Linked DNA regions of Mus musculus: region 2 is linked to region 1. The links are chromatin contacts, called in public promoter capture Hi-C maps. All regions are on one chromosome and are shown on one strand. The core of a region is the stretch at or near the end of the contact, and the rest is flanking DNA. Distances in the headings are between cores, read along the strand shown.

Evidence for each region. Promoter capture Hi-C pulls out the DNA fragments that hold promoters and counts their contacts.
Region 2: a contact with region 1 is called in a promoter capture Hi-C map of embryonic stem cells, with 4 times the contacts expected there. The contact joins the enhancer-like site here to the promoter of Shox2 in region 1. A contact is called at or near these places in 2 of 39 promoter capture datasets (embryonic stem cells and liver), 1 of 484 Hi-C or Micro-C datasets (palatal mesenchyme), 7 of 115 datasets of contacts at active chromatin or transcription factors (astrocytes, bone marrow-derived macrophages, embryonic midbrain and 4 more) and 1 of 9 other capture datasets (embryonic stem cells).

Annotation. Positions count from the first base shown.
Region 1 is chr3:66,977,463-66,983,845 of GRCm38.p6, reverse strand. It overlaps Shox2 (short stature homeobox 2), which reads left to right and starts at 2,075. Exons shown (of 5, transcript NM_001302357.1): 1 at 2,075-2,635; 2 at 5,452-5,660. The coding sequence starts at 2,290. It also overlaps a transcript of Rsrc1 not described here.
Region 2 is chr3:65,971,193-65,977,575 of GRCm38.p6, reverse strand. No RefSeq gene overlaps it. Among named protein-coding and RNA genes, the nearest start is that of Ccnl1, 16 kb to the right of the region's middle. Within about 2 kb of position 3,010, at least 437 of the 459 cell types and tissues checked have an H3K27ac peak or open chromatin away from gene starts, as enhancers often do. A contact at or near this core is called in astrocytes, bone marrow-derived macrophages, embryonic stem cells and 5 more, where this site is marked.

The DNA.
Region 1 (6,383 bases), core at 826-3,325:
TTTAATGCAATCGCTGTTAACCATGTAAAGGTATGCCTTTGTCCTAAAAGCAGGGTGGGAAATGTTTCTAGAAGGAAGGATAATGTCAAAGAAAAAGTAAAGCAACATTTCTAATAAGCTTTATTTTCATGTCCTTTAAATGTGCAATGTAGTTAGTATTACAAGAAGTTATGGAACGTCTTAAATTACACTTAAATTCTCGACTGAGAATACATTATGTACCACAATTCTGTGTTCTCTTTACCAATGTTTTAGGTTGTTTGGGTAGAACTTCTGAAATTATTGGCTAAGTGTGTTTTGTTGTTCTAATCAATAAGTAGAAGATATACATATTAATGGCCTGTAACTGCTTTCATTTTTACTGAGTACTGGATCCAAGAGAACGAAAACATTATCTTTTAACATCAAACAAAACTCATTAATATTCAGTATACTGAAAATGCCCCCCCAAACTGCCACTTAAAGAGGTATATTTGTTTACATATTCAAGTAAATGTAACATTTCATATGTAAACATTCTTTTGTGTGAGCAAATAAGTATTTGCATAGCTACAAATCACACAGCAAGCCGTGGCTTAGAGGAGACAGTCATGTCCCCCCCCCCCATATAATTAAGAGTTTTTATAAAATAATTGTCAAATATACAGTTTTTAAGTTATAAATCAGAAAGAGAGTTGTTTTCCCCCCTCCAAAGAGTGAGTCTTTTTTTCACAGTCCACGGTAAACAAAAATTAGTCGAGCGACAAGCAACATCGGTAATTTTTTCCGCAGAACTCAAAAAGTAGTCATCTTTTGTTTTTCAGAATTAGGAAATCGAACTAGAATGCCCCCCAAGATGCTAAATAATTAAGGGCAGGGTGCAGGGAGTTGTTAGGAAAAGGAGTAAGAACCCTTAGACCTCATAGAGAAAATCGAAATGGAACTGCGCCTGACCGGGCTGTAAGAAAATACCTTAAGACCGAATCTGGCAGAGAACAGCTGCTCAGGAAACAAGTTAAATCGACCAACCCCTTCTAGCGGGATGTGTCTTTATGGGAGTCAGCTTTGACTCCAAAGTAGTAGAGTGAATTACAGGGACCAGTACTCAGTGAGGCTGGCTGCGCGTTCGGAAGATCCTAAAAGGAGGTGAAGCCTTCCGAGGTGCTGCAATGAAGCCCCATTCGCAGCAGGCGCGTGAAGACCGGATGCACCGCTGTGCAGCTGCAGCGGCTTGGAGCAAGAAAGGGTGCAGGAACGGAATACTGGAATGGTTGCTAGGCCTATTAACCATAGAGAGCCCGATACTGGGCCAGAGACCAGGGGTCATCATTGTAGGGTCGAGCAGTTGGGATGCCCACCCAGAGCGAGGCTGTAGGGTCGGGTACTCTCTGAGGATACCCACTGACTCTGATTGCAATGCACTTGTCAGTTTCCTCTTGGCCCCGCCTCCGAGAAGTCTATCCAGTTCCCCAGTGTTTTACTAAGTCGTGACACCAACGCAAAATCCACGCTTAATTAAATTAATTAGGGATTCTTGTCAATCCTGGATTAATGGCCAAGAGCACCAGCGGCCGAGGCTATCAGAAAACCCGACCGCTGAGGACCTGCCTCCTCTCCCCGCCCCCTCTGGTCCCCTGCTTGCCCTCCCTCTCCAGCCCGGTGGACTCCAGCCTGGATCCTCCATCCTCAATATTCATATTCATATTCTCTCTCTCTCTCTCTCTCTCTCTCTCTCTCTCTCTCTCTCTCTCTCTCTCTCTCTCTCTCTCTCTCGTCCCCACTCCCTCTCCTCCCCACCCCAGGTAGTGGCGCTCCTGCTACCCGCGAAGGGGTTCACTAGGAGTTGCGAGGGGAGGTAATTTACTCAGAACAAGAGGCCCGCCTTTAGGAAGTATAAATAGTGAGACTTCAAGAGCTGCGTCGCTATCAGATCTGAACTCTCCGCAGGAAGAATTGTCAAAGATCTTAACATTGAACACGCGCACTCCGGCAGGGAAGCATCAGTTCCCATTTCCCTCTGGCGGCCCCCGCCCCTTCCCTCCTCCCCCCTCTCCCCCTTTACCCCCTCCTTCCTCCTCCTCCTCCTCGTCCTCCTCCTCCTCTTACTTCTTTTTCTCCTTCTACTTCTCCTCTTCTTTCTTCTCCTCTTTTTCTTCTTCCTCCTCCTCCCTCTCCTCCCCCATCCCCCTGCCCCATTGATGTGTTATTATTGGGGGGGCTGGAGCAGTAAAAAAAGAAGGAGGAAAAAAAGAGCGGGGCTCGGCAGGGAGAGCTTGAGCGCGAGGTTGACCGGCGGCGGCAGCGGCCGCGATGGAAGAACTTACGGCGTTCGTCTCCAAGTCTTTTGACCAGAAAGTGAAGGAGAAGAAGGAGGCCATCACGTACCGGGAGGTGCTAGAGAGCGGGCCGCTGCGCGGGGCCAAAGAGCCCGGTTGCGTCGAGCCGGGCCGCGACGACCGCAGCAGCCCGGCAGTCCGGGCGGCCGGCGGAGGCGGCGGCGCGGGAGGAGGCGGAGGCGGAGGCGGAGGAGGCGGAGGAGGTGCTGGAGGAGGAGGAGCAGGCGGAGGAGCTGGAGGAGGGCGCTCTCCCGTCCGGGAGCTGGACATGGGAGCCGCGGAGCGGAGCAGGGAGCCCGGCAGCCCGCGGCTGACGGAGGGTAACGGCCTGCCCCCGGCCGCGGTTCCCCTTACTGCCTTCCCTTATCCTCGGGGCGGGAGAGGACCCGGGACCCGAGCGGGAGGAGGGCGGCATCGCAGAGGGCCCTGGACCCCAGCTTTGGGAGATACCGGGATAGTGGAGGGGTAGGAGGCCAGACTGCTCCGTCGTGGGTGGGGTCCTCGCGTGGGGGAGGGCGTGGGGTTTCGCGCACCCTTCTCTGTCGCTCCGGTTGCACCGAAATATGTTTTTCGCGAGCGGGAGGATGGGGCCGCGCTGCGGGACGGCGAAGTTTGTGTGGCCCGCGGCGAGAAGGGGTGCGGCAGGGGCTCACTAGGAGGCCGGTTGTAACTAGCCCGTAGTCCCGAGTTTGCCAGAACCCCTTTCCTAAGCCTAAAGGAGAGAAGGGGAGGGGAGAGAAAGAGGAGAGCCACACGACATTGCCCTTCTTTAGATTTGCCATCAAAACCACTGTAACTCTGCAAAGCCCCCAAATCTCCGGATCTTGGGGACCAAACTTCACATTCTTACTGAACAGTTAAGGTAGGAGCCAGCCAAAGGTCCAGGCCAAGGTGATTCCCTCTCGGTGGAGGAATTGAGGAGTAGAGGGTGGGGGACGACGACGAGGACACTACATACACAATTTCTTTACTGGCTAGAATCGTGCAGTACTTTAGGAGAGAGAGAGAAAGAGATGGAGAGAGAGAGAGAGAGAGAGAGAGAGAGAGAGAGAGAGAGAGAGAGAGAGAGACTTTTGGAGAGAGCAGTGTTAGAAAAAGGCTTTATCTAACCGGTGAAGCGTCCATCAACTCAAAGTTAAAAATTAATTTGGCACTCGGTACTGCAGTAACTGGTGTGCTGCCATATTTTTCCAATTAAGAAAATATGTGGCATGCGTAGAATCACAAATTTAAGCAAGCAATTAACTTGTTTATAACACGGTCTGTTCCTGTTTAGGCCATTAAGTGGAAAGTTGGGGGCGAAAGAGACATTATATTAAGTCTATTAATCAACTTGAAATTTGGATTTGTTTTCCTTTGAAGCCCCTAAACTTTGAGGGGAATCCACTCTGGGGGTGACAACAGACAAAGCCAGTCCACCTTCCCATCTGAAGAATATATGTTCCTGTTTAAATTTTACTAAGATGTTAGTGAGATTGTCCTAGTAATGTTTTCTATTAAATTGACCCCTAATGTTTGCTGTGACCTTATCTACTTCCTTCCCGGAGGAAGAACAAACGTCCACAAAATGAACTCTGAGAAGCAGAAATACAGGCAATAAATAAGGTTACTGTATAGAATGCCAAGCTGGGGCAAGATGGGGCGCTTTGCCTTCACCGAGATCCCGGCCGGCCGTGTTCCCCTAAATTTAGAACGTGATAGGGTAAAATGATAAAGGGGCCCCCAGAGTAACCCTTCAAGGTTCATAGCTCTGAGACTCGGGTTACATAGCCCTGGCAAGCCTGGGTGAGCCAGTTGCTGGGGTTGTTGATTTCCAAGCTCTGGGCAAGTGTTAATTTCTTTGTAGCTTGGCTCTTTCGACTTAATTTTTTCCCCTCTGTGTTGATCCGGTTCCTGGGTTGGGAGGAATCAAAAACAGCCTCTACTATCTAAACTTAGCTTTGACAGTGGACATCCATCTCCAAATCATGCAGAGGATGAAGGTTGGGTGGACCTTGTATTGATATGGGCCTGACTTTGACTGTCCTCATCATTGCCTTTTGACATACATATATACCACCCCTCGTGTGGCTCTATTTGCTCACACTGCCAGAGCTCCTATCTTTTACATGGAAGGACAGCAAAGTAGCAACGAATGTGAGGGGGAAAATGCATATTTTATTAAACATCCGAGCGGCTGGATGCATGAAAAGGTTTTGAACAGCCAATAGAAACCGAGGAATGTTCTGCTTGAACCTGTTGATCTCAGTGGGTTTAAGCCTTTAGGGTCGATCCTTGGTTTCCACCGGGGAGGGAGAAGGAGAGGACAGATGCAGCGGTGGGTTTTGCTGACCACCAGAGTCTGTCTGATTTGCCGCCTCTACCCTTCTGGCCCAGCGTGGGCGGCCAGTCATCCAGGCCGCCAACATGGCGTGGTTGCCTGTGCCAATCCGACCCGAGTCTGGCAGGGAGCACAGGGACTGCCTAGTTGCTGATGGAACCATCCGTAGGGGTCTGGTCCGAGCCCTTGGGTACCCGGGGACGTGGCTTTCGGCGCAGCGCTGTACCAGAATCTCGTTTTCCTGCTGCAACCTTTCAGCGGGCCCAGTTGTTCCTAAATTAGACCAGCAAGTTTGCGGGAGGCAAAGGGCCAGAGGCAGCAGAGGCTGGCGGGACAGCGGAACAGCCCTCTGGGGATAGCTGGCGTGCGAGGCCATCGCGTGGCCTTGCCGCGCCCTTTAACCGAGACCGGGCTCTGGGAGAGGCCCGCGCAGCGCTTTTGATTTCCGTGAGTGCGTGGGTCAGTGAGTGCCATAGGGTCAGGAATGCATTTGGTGTTGACAGAAGGGAAGGGAACAGGTAGTGAGAGGGTAAGCTAAGACCCCAGTTGAGTTGGGTAGCCGCGTGCCCACCTTGTCCCCAGGCAGCTATACAGACGAGACTTTGCGGGTCTCAGAGACCCCATCCTCTCTCCAGGTCTTCACAGGGATCCCGCGCTCCCAGGGTTTAGGAGTCTCTAGCCTTCTGGAAAAATCTGGTAATGAGACTGTCTTGCTTTTTTTTTTTTTTTTTGTTCGTGTGTGTGTGTGTGTGTGTGTGTGTGTGTGGTGGTGCGTGCTCCGACGCACGTGTGGTCCTTCCGTGGTGCCCTCTTCAGTGTCCCCTGAACTGAAGGATCGCAAAGACGATGCGAAAGGGATGGAGGACGAAGGCCAGACCAAAATCAAGCAGAGGCGAAGTCGGACCAATTTTACCCTGGAACAACTCAACGAGCTGGAGAGGCTTTTCGATGAGACCCACTATCCAGACGCTTTCATGCGCGAGGAATTGAGCCAGCGACTGGGGCTCTCTGAGGCCCGAGTACAGGTACCCCCATTGCGAGGAGGTGGAGGCTGGGTCCTGAAAGTCAGAGTGCTATACCTAATGTTTGCGGGGAAGCTGCAGGTGTCTGGTGTGAGATGAAAAAAAAAGGGGGGGGACATCTTTTCTAAAGATCTTATTTTCTAAAATGGGTTTTGATCCCGTAGCCCCTTTCACTCCTAAGCCAACATATGTTCGCTGAAAAAGAAAGCTGTGCTGGGCTTGCTCCCAGAGTTTCTATTAACCACACCCCCCTAGCCCCTCGCTGTCTTTAATGTGGTTTAATCCTAATGGGCCTACTTTTATAAGCCTTAAAAAAAATGCCATAGAAAACGTTTTATCTCTGAAGCCTTAAAAGTTACAACGAGTATTTTGCTCTCTGGAGTTGGGTTTCGTTGAGGGTCTAGGTTTGCCAAACGGATATACCAATTAGGTTTATGGATGTACAGACTATAAAGAAAATTAGCATCTGTTAAGTGCAAAAATTTACAGTGTACTGCTAGCGGATCGGTCTCTAACTGAGCGAGAAACAGAGGGCATAGAATATGTTTGCCCACCCTTTGTTCCTCCACTTAACCAACGCAAAGAACCTGAACCCATGAAAACTCCATTTTAAAACAACATACACATCGTATTATTGATGTTTGCAAAGCCTGGCCTTCAGAATATCACTTGGGGTCAGAACTGCAGCTTTTTTCATTATTGGTGGGGTTGAGGATAATCTAAAGG
Region 2 (6,383 bases), core at 1,761-4,260, 1.0 Mb after region 1:
AACTCTCCCCCAACTAAGCAAACTTTCTTTTTCTCCCATTCTGGGATGCGGGTTCAAATGTTGTGATTTACTCCTGAAAGAATGAAGTTTAAGAGTCTCTACCATAGAAGGCAGAATTTTTTTTTAACAGAGCTTCTATGATGATACAGACATAGGCACGCCAAAATACACAGATCCAGGAACCATTTATCTTAGGAAAAAAAAAAGGTTTAGGACCCCCACTCCTCCCCACCCCCTTTATTTATTTATTTTTTCTGTTTTCATTATCCAGCTACCAACTATCATTAAAAATCAACATTTTTGATTTATGAGTTAGGACGTCAAGCCAACACTATTATATTTTAGTTAACGACTACCTGTTTTACATTAGACATTAGCTTCTCTTTTTTAAATTACATATTATTTTGTAGGATGGGAGCACACTCATGTGGAGGTCAGAGGACAACTTGTGGGAGTCCGTTTTCCCCTTCCACCATATGGGGTCCAGGATCAAACTCAGGTTGTCACACAAGTGCTGTTAATTACTTCTGAGGTAGCTCGAGTTGCAACTTGATTTAAATCCCTGGAGGAAACACATCACAAACGTGTGTTTCCCACAATAACTGTTTTTAATTTGGAATTCCGTTTTCTAACATTTCAAACCACTGTTCATCCCGCTGGACTTTCTCCTGTTCTAGATTCTAAGTAATTTACACTTAGAATCCCCACTTCCCATTCCAAGCTGGCCCACCTCTCCCTCTCCATCCACCCAGGCACTCTCCTTTCACCGAACATCCACAGTAGAAAGTGGGAAGCATCTCTGTCAAAGGCTTCACCCATGTTAAGGGAGGCCTTAACTGAGCTAAAGCCCCAGCCTCCATATGCATGTGAACTTTTTGTCCCTGCTCAAAACAACAACAGCAACAACAACAACAACAAAAAAAAAACCCTCCTCAAAAAACAGTGGCCTGTGGGAGCTCAGAGAGCCCTGAGGAAGAGGAGGAAGGATTGTAGGCCCCAGAGGGGTCAAGGACACCATGAGAACACAGCCCACAGATCAACTAAACAGGGCTTGTTGAGGCTCAGAGACTGGAGCGACAATCAGGAAGCCTGTATGGGTCTGAGTTAGGTCCTCTGTATAAATGTTATGATTGTTAACAGCGGGAGTGGGACTGTCCCTGACTCTTGTCGGCCCTTAGGACCCTTCTCCTAGTGGAATTCCTCCTCTAGCTGTGATCTGAGGGTCTGTGCCCAGTCTTATTGCAACTTGTGTGTAACTTGTTATGCCAAGTTCTGTTGATATCCCTGGGAGGCCTGCTTTTTTTCTCAAGGGAAACAGAAGCAATGGATCTAGGGGAGAGGGGAGACTGGGAGAAGCGGAGAGAGGGGAAACTGTTCTGTACAGTATAAGAGAATAATTTTTAAATGGCCTGTACTAGGCCAGAATACAACCAACTGAATATAAAAATGGAATCAGTTACATCAATTCCACATCTCCAAATCTAAACTGATCTTCCCAAGAGTCTGGAGCAAGTTCCTGACTGGTCGGTCTCAACAGGAACCAGTCAGTTCTCTCTATTCTAACACTAAAGGCGACCTGAAGTAAAATAATGTTAACCAATTAGGTTTGGGGGTTTTGTCTGCTTGTTTTTGTCAACTGTCAGAATTCCACTCCTGCCTTACAAGAACAGTCACTGTGAAATGTCTAATCGGTTTGCTCTTTCACGGGTCATCAGCACTCCATTCTTCATAAAACTAACTTATTCTGCCTCCGTCTATCAGAACACCCATTTTATAGATGAAATGTTGCCCAATTCTAGACTTATACACAAAACAACTATATGAAAATTCTTTGTCTTTTGACACCCTTATGAACATGTTTTCTTTAACCCTGCAATTTAGGTTTGTGGGGATTTAAAGGGCAGGATAAAAAGGACAGCTCAATCATCAGGAAAGCAGCCAAAGATCTGATAGTGTTGAAAACAAAACAAAGGAAGTGGCAATAGGGAGGGGAGTCGAGACAAAAGGGAATTTAGGAAGTGAACTAATAACAGTAGTAAAGAGAAAAAAGACAAAAGCAGGCAGAGCCTGGGTGGGGGTGGGGCACACTCAGACACCGCTTATTTAAAGGCGCCTTATTCAAGTTGGCCTGAAGGCGGTGGCTTTTGTTCACTTAAATTAGCCTTCTGGCCTTTTTAAGACAATTAACTATTCTCTAAAACTCAGCTGCTTTTCATGTCCAGCCTTTCAAGACGCAATACTTGGATAGGACAATCCAAAAGAAAATTAAAAATTACATTAATCTTTTCAAGCTAGGCTAAGGTGTCTTATCCCAGCCTTCTTACAGAAAGCCTCCACGCTCTCTCCAGTTTAGAGGGAAGGCATAAATACAGCTCAACGTTTCCAAATACATCTAATTGACCTATTTTCTTGTTGTTTCCTTTCAACGGAAGCCCCCAGCTTGGGAGGGGATTAATAATAGTTTCACACAAGAAATGGGTACATTTAAAGTTTGAAGAAACTCTAAAAACTGTTCAATTTAAGTGCTTGGAGGCCAAGGCACAGGAGAAGCAACTGGTCACTCAGCCCACCCCCGAGGCCCACGGCCAGACTGGATAAGGACTCGGCTATTGGCGTCACAGGAGGCTGGCGCTGCGGGGACCAGAAGAGGAGCAGCGTCAGCGCTCGCAGGGACAGAAGCCAGAGAGCGAGTTAGACACGCCCACAGGATGGGAGGAGGGCGCCGCGCGAGCGGGTGGGCGGGGCTAGATGACGGCTTCCGGTTTGTGCACTTCCGCTCCACCCGGTTCTCTCCCCCGCCCAGCGCGGCTCCCTGCTGGCTTTCCCAGAAACTGATCAGTGGACACTCCTCGGGGCTGGATGAGTCCCAACCCGAAACTTGTTAGTCCCAGCGTATGCTCTCTGGCGGAAAAGCCGCGGCTTTTCCTAGCTGGGGCAGGGGACACTAACGTCGCTTGTCTGCCGCTCTGCGGTACCACGTGGTCAGCGAGTTGGGTGGAGGTGGGGGGGAAGGAGTTGCCCTGCCTCCCCCAGTTCCCTGGGGCACAGTGCGGCTGTCCAGTCCTGATCTCTCCAGTGCCCTATTGAGTTGTGGTGACGAAGGTCTTACCAGGCTCCCGTAAACCTTGTTAATATCTTCGTAATGACCTGTTTACAAAATTCACTTGCCCCAGAACATTTACCAGCTTTCCTATCAAGAAGATAAAGAACATGTGATGTCATGGCCTTGGCATTTTGAATGTTCCCAAACGCTTTACTGGAGAGCAGAAACAGCTTTCTCTCCCACAGTCCACGTTGGGACTGAGTGTCCGCAAATCCCACACAACACACTAGAAAATAGCATGCTTTACCAATACTATAGGCTGACGTCTAGGTGTCGAGGTTTTAAGTTTAAAGCCGAGCCACGCTGACTACCTATAGTAAAATTGGCATTATAAACGAGTCACTACAGTACCTACAATTATATTTATTTATTTTTTTTTCTCTTTTCAAGACAGGGTGTTTCTATTTCTGGATGCTCTGGGGCTCTGTAGACCAGGGTGGCTGAAACTCAGAGATCTAGCATGCCTCTGTCTCCCAAGTGCTGGGATTTAAAGGCTTGAGCCATCACCACTCGACTGAAATCTTAAAATTTAGGTGTAAACTGTCCTTTTATCTAAATACAAAATAGTAATCCAGCCAGCACTCCACTGATCTCCGGGAACACTGTAACTAGAAACTTGGTTGCTTCTGAGAATCCAAAGATACACATGAAAACAGTGTGAACTACCAAAAGCAATTTTGTTCGTATTCCAATGTACTCATTTCTAAAGTAGCTGAAAAACTTAGGAATGTAAACACCTCTAAATTGTTTATTGACTGGTAGAAAAAAAAATCTTGTTTGTGATGGTTTGGAGGAGCAGTAGATGAGCAACATCTGTTTCTGAAGTATGTATGCCACTAGACAGAAACAAAATAGCCATCACCAATGCAGGACTTTTCTCTCCAGTGAGGTCAATGTTACAGTGTTTACAACTAAGTCCAACTAAAATTTCTTGCAAAGTACCCTCTGATGTGTTTTCAGGAAGTCTTTTCCTTTAGTTACAAAATGAGTATTGTTCAGTATGATGTCACAGTCCTTCCTAAGCTGCAATGTTAGCCTAGTTGCTGTCACAAAAAAGATTTTGGGGGGGGGGGGGGTGAGAATCAGGAAAAATATTTTAGAAACAGCCCATGTTACTACCCAAGTCAGTGACTGCCGTGTCAAAAGTAAATCTCTTATTTTGCAAAGTTAAAACTGAACAACCAAAATTTTTTTAATTAACCCTATTAACAGAATCTTTTAAAAATTTCTACATTCTCATTCCATACGCTCAACCAACGGAGGAAAGATGAAAGGAGTCAGCTTGTCAAATCTGTAATAAATAATTTACATGTAACATGGACTAATTAAGGAAGAGTAAAGAAGCCAGCTCCACTCCTTTCTTTGATGGACAGATCTCTAGATCAACACATACAGCAATTAAGCATATCTCTTAACTAGATCAGTTGTTTAGAGGCTTTGGGAATTTTTAGAAAAGATGGTCCTTGTAGGCTTCAAGGTAAGTGCAGGCCTTTGTAGAGGCTAGGTTATATTCTTAAAGCACTAGGTTGTGCTTTGAACCCAGGCTGGAGAGAATATTGATCTCACTCAGTGGTTCCTCAACCTTCCTAATGCTACAACCCTTTATTACATTCTTCATGTTGTGGTGACCCCCCCAACTATAAAATTATTTTCATTGCTACATTATACTGTAAATGTGCTGCTGTCATAAATTATAATGTAAATATCTCTATTTTCTGATGGTTTTAGGCAACTCTGAAGGGGTCTCAACCCACAGGTTGAGAACCATTGCGCTAAATCCTCTCATGAAGAATAAATTATACAGTCCACAGAGAAACTGGAAATGAGCCTTGGTCTGACCTTAGGTGGAACTATGTCTATTCATGGTAAAGGGACACTTTTGTCATCGACATATGCCGGTGGCCAAAATTCCTTCCAGGGGTAGAAATGGCTTCCCTAATCCACAAGGGAAGCCAGGAAGTCTTCTCTTTCAGTGGGGAAACTATCAGATTCCACATTGTGTGGGGAGAACAAAGTCCCACATGCTGTCCTCCCACCTCCACTCTCATGCCATGCCCTGCCCCCCCCCCACACACACACACACACACGCAGAGCTCTATGTAAGGTCAAAAAAATCATGCCATAAATAGTTAAAATTTTGACAATGTAAAGGTACCAGCCTAGTGAGATGACTCAGCGGTTTAAACTGCTCGCTATGCAAACGTGAAGACTGGAGTTGAGCCAGGCAGTGGTGGCCCACAGCTTTAATCCCAACATTTGGGAGGCAGAAGCAGGCAGATCTCTGAGTTCAAGGCAGGCTTGGTGGAGAGTTCCAGAACAGCCAAATTAACTCAATATCTTGCCGCCTGATGGAAACCATGTGTGCAGGCACAGCATCTTTGGAGTAGTCCTGGAAAAAATGTTTAACGTAAATCTAGTAATAGGGAAACAATCAACCAAATCCAAATGGATTTTTCCATGTACTCATGAAAGCAAAATAACACAGTAAACTAGGGGACTCCTTCTTGGGGCTCAGAAATTGCCACAAAAACCATAAGAACACCAATCTCAGTTAATCAAGAATAGTTTATTGAACCTACATCCCAGTACTGAGCAGATCAGGAACACAAAAAGGGATCAGGAACCTAATTGTGGTACCAGTCTGTTCTCAGGCTTATAAAGGAAAATATTGCAAAACCACAGTAAGTTCATACACAGGTGCAGGAAGTTGCCCAGTCAGCGGTCAGTTCTGACTCAAGCCGTTTTAGACAGAACTGTTCATATTGACCTTTGATTTGATGGGTCCTAAGTGAAGCTTTGTGGACTTTCTTAAGATTAACAAAAGTCATATAGAACATACTAAATATAACAGGCGATATGGTCAGCAAAACCTAGCTCTGAGTCAAGTGATTCTTCTGCATCAGTGACTGGTAGCCATGTTACAGCAACAATATGTAATAGCTGACAGACACGGAACAAAATGGCTACAGCTATTCTAGGGGCCGGCAGATGTTAACAGTCCTCTAACGTGAAACGATGCATAGAGAAGTGTGTTTAAACAACTACATCATTGAAGAGTTCATGTTATTTCTGGTTTTATGTTTAAATGCTCAAACTTATAATGTTCATTAGATTTCCAGAGTTATTGTTTTCAGTAAGAAAATGAAGACATTAAAAAACAAAAACAGAAAAGCTGCGTGTGGTGGCATGCGCCTTTAATCCCAGCACTCAGGAGGCAGAGGCAGGCAGATTTCTGAGTTCGAGGCCAGCCTGGTCTACAAAGTGAGTTCCAGGACAGCCA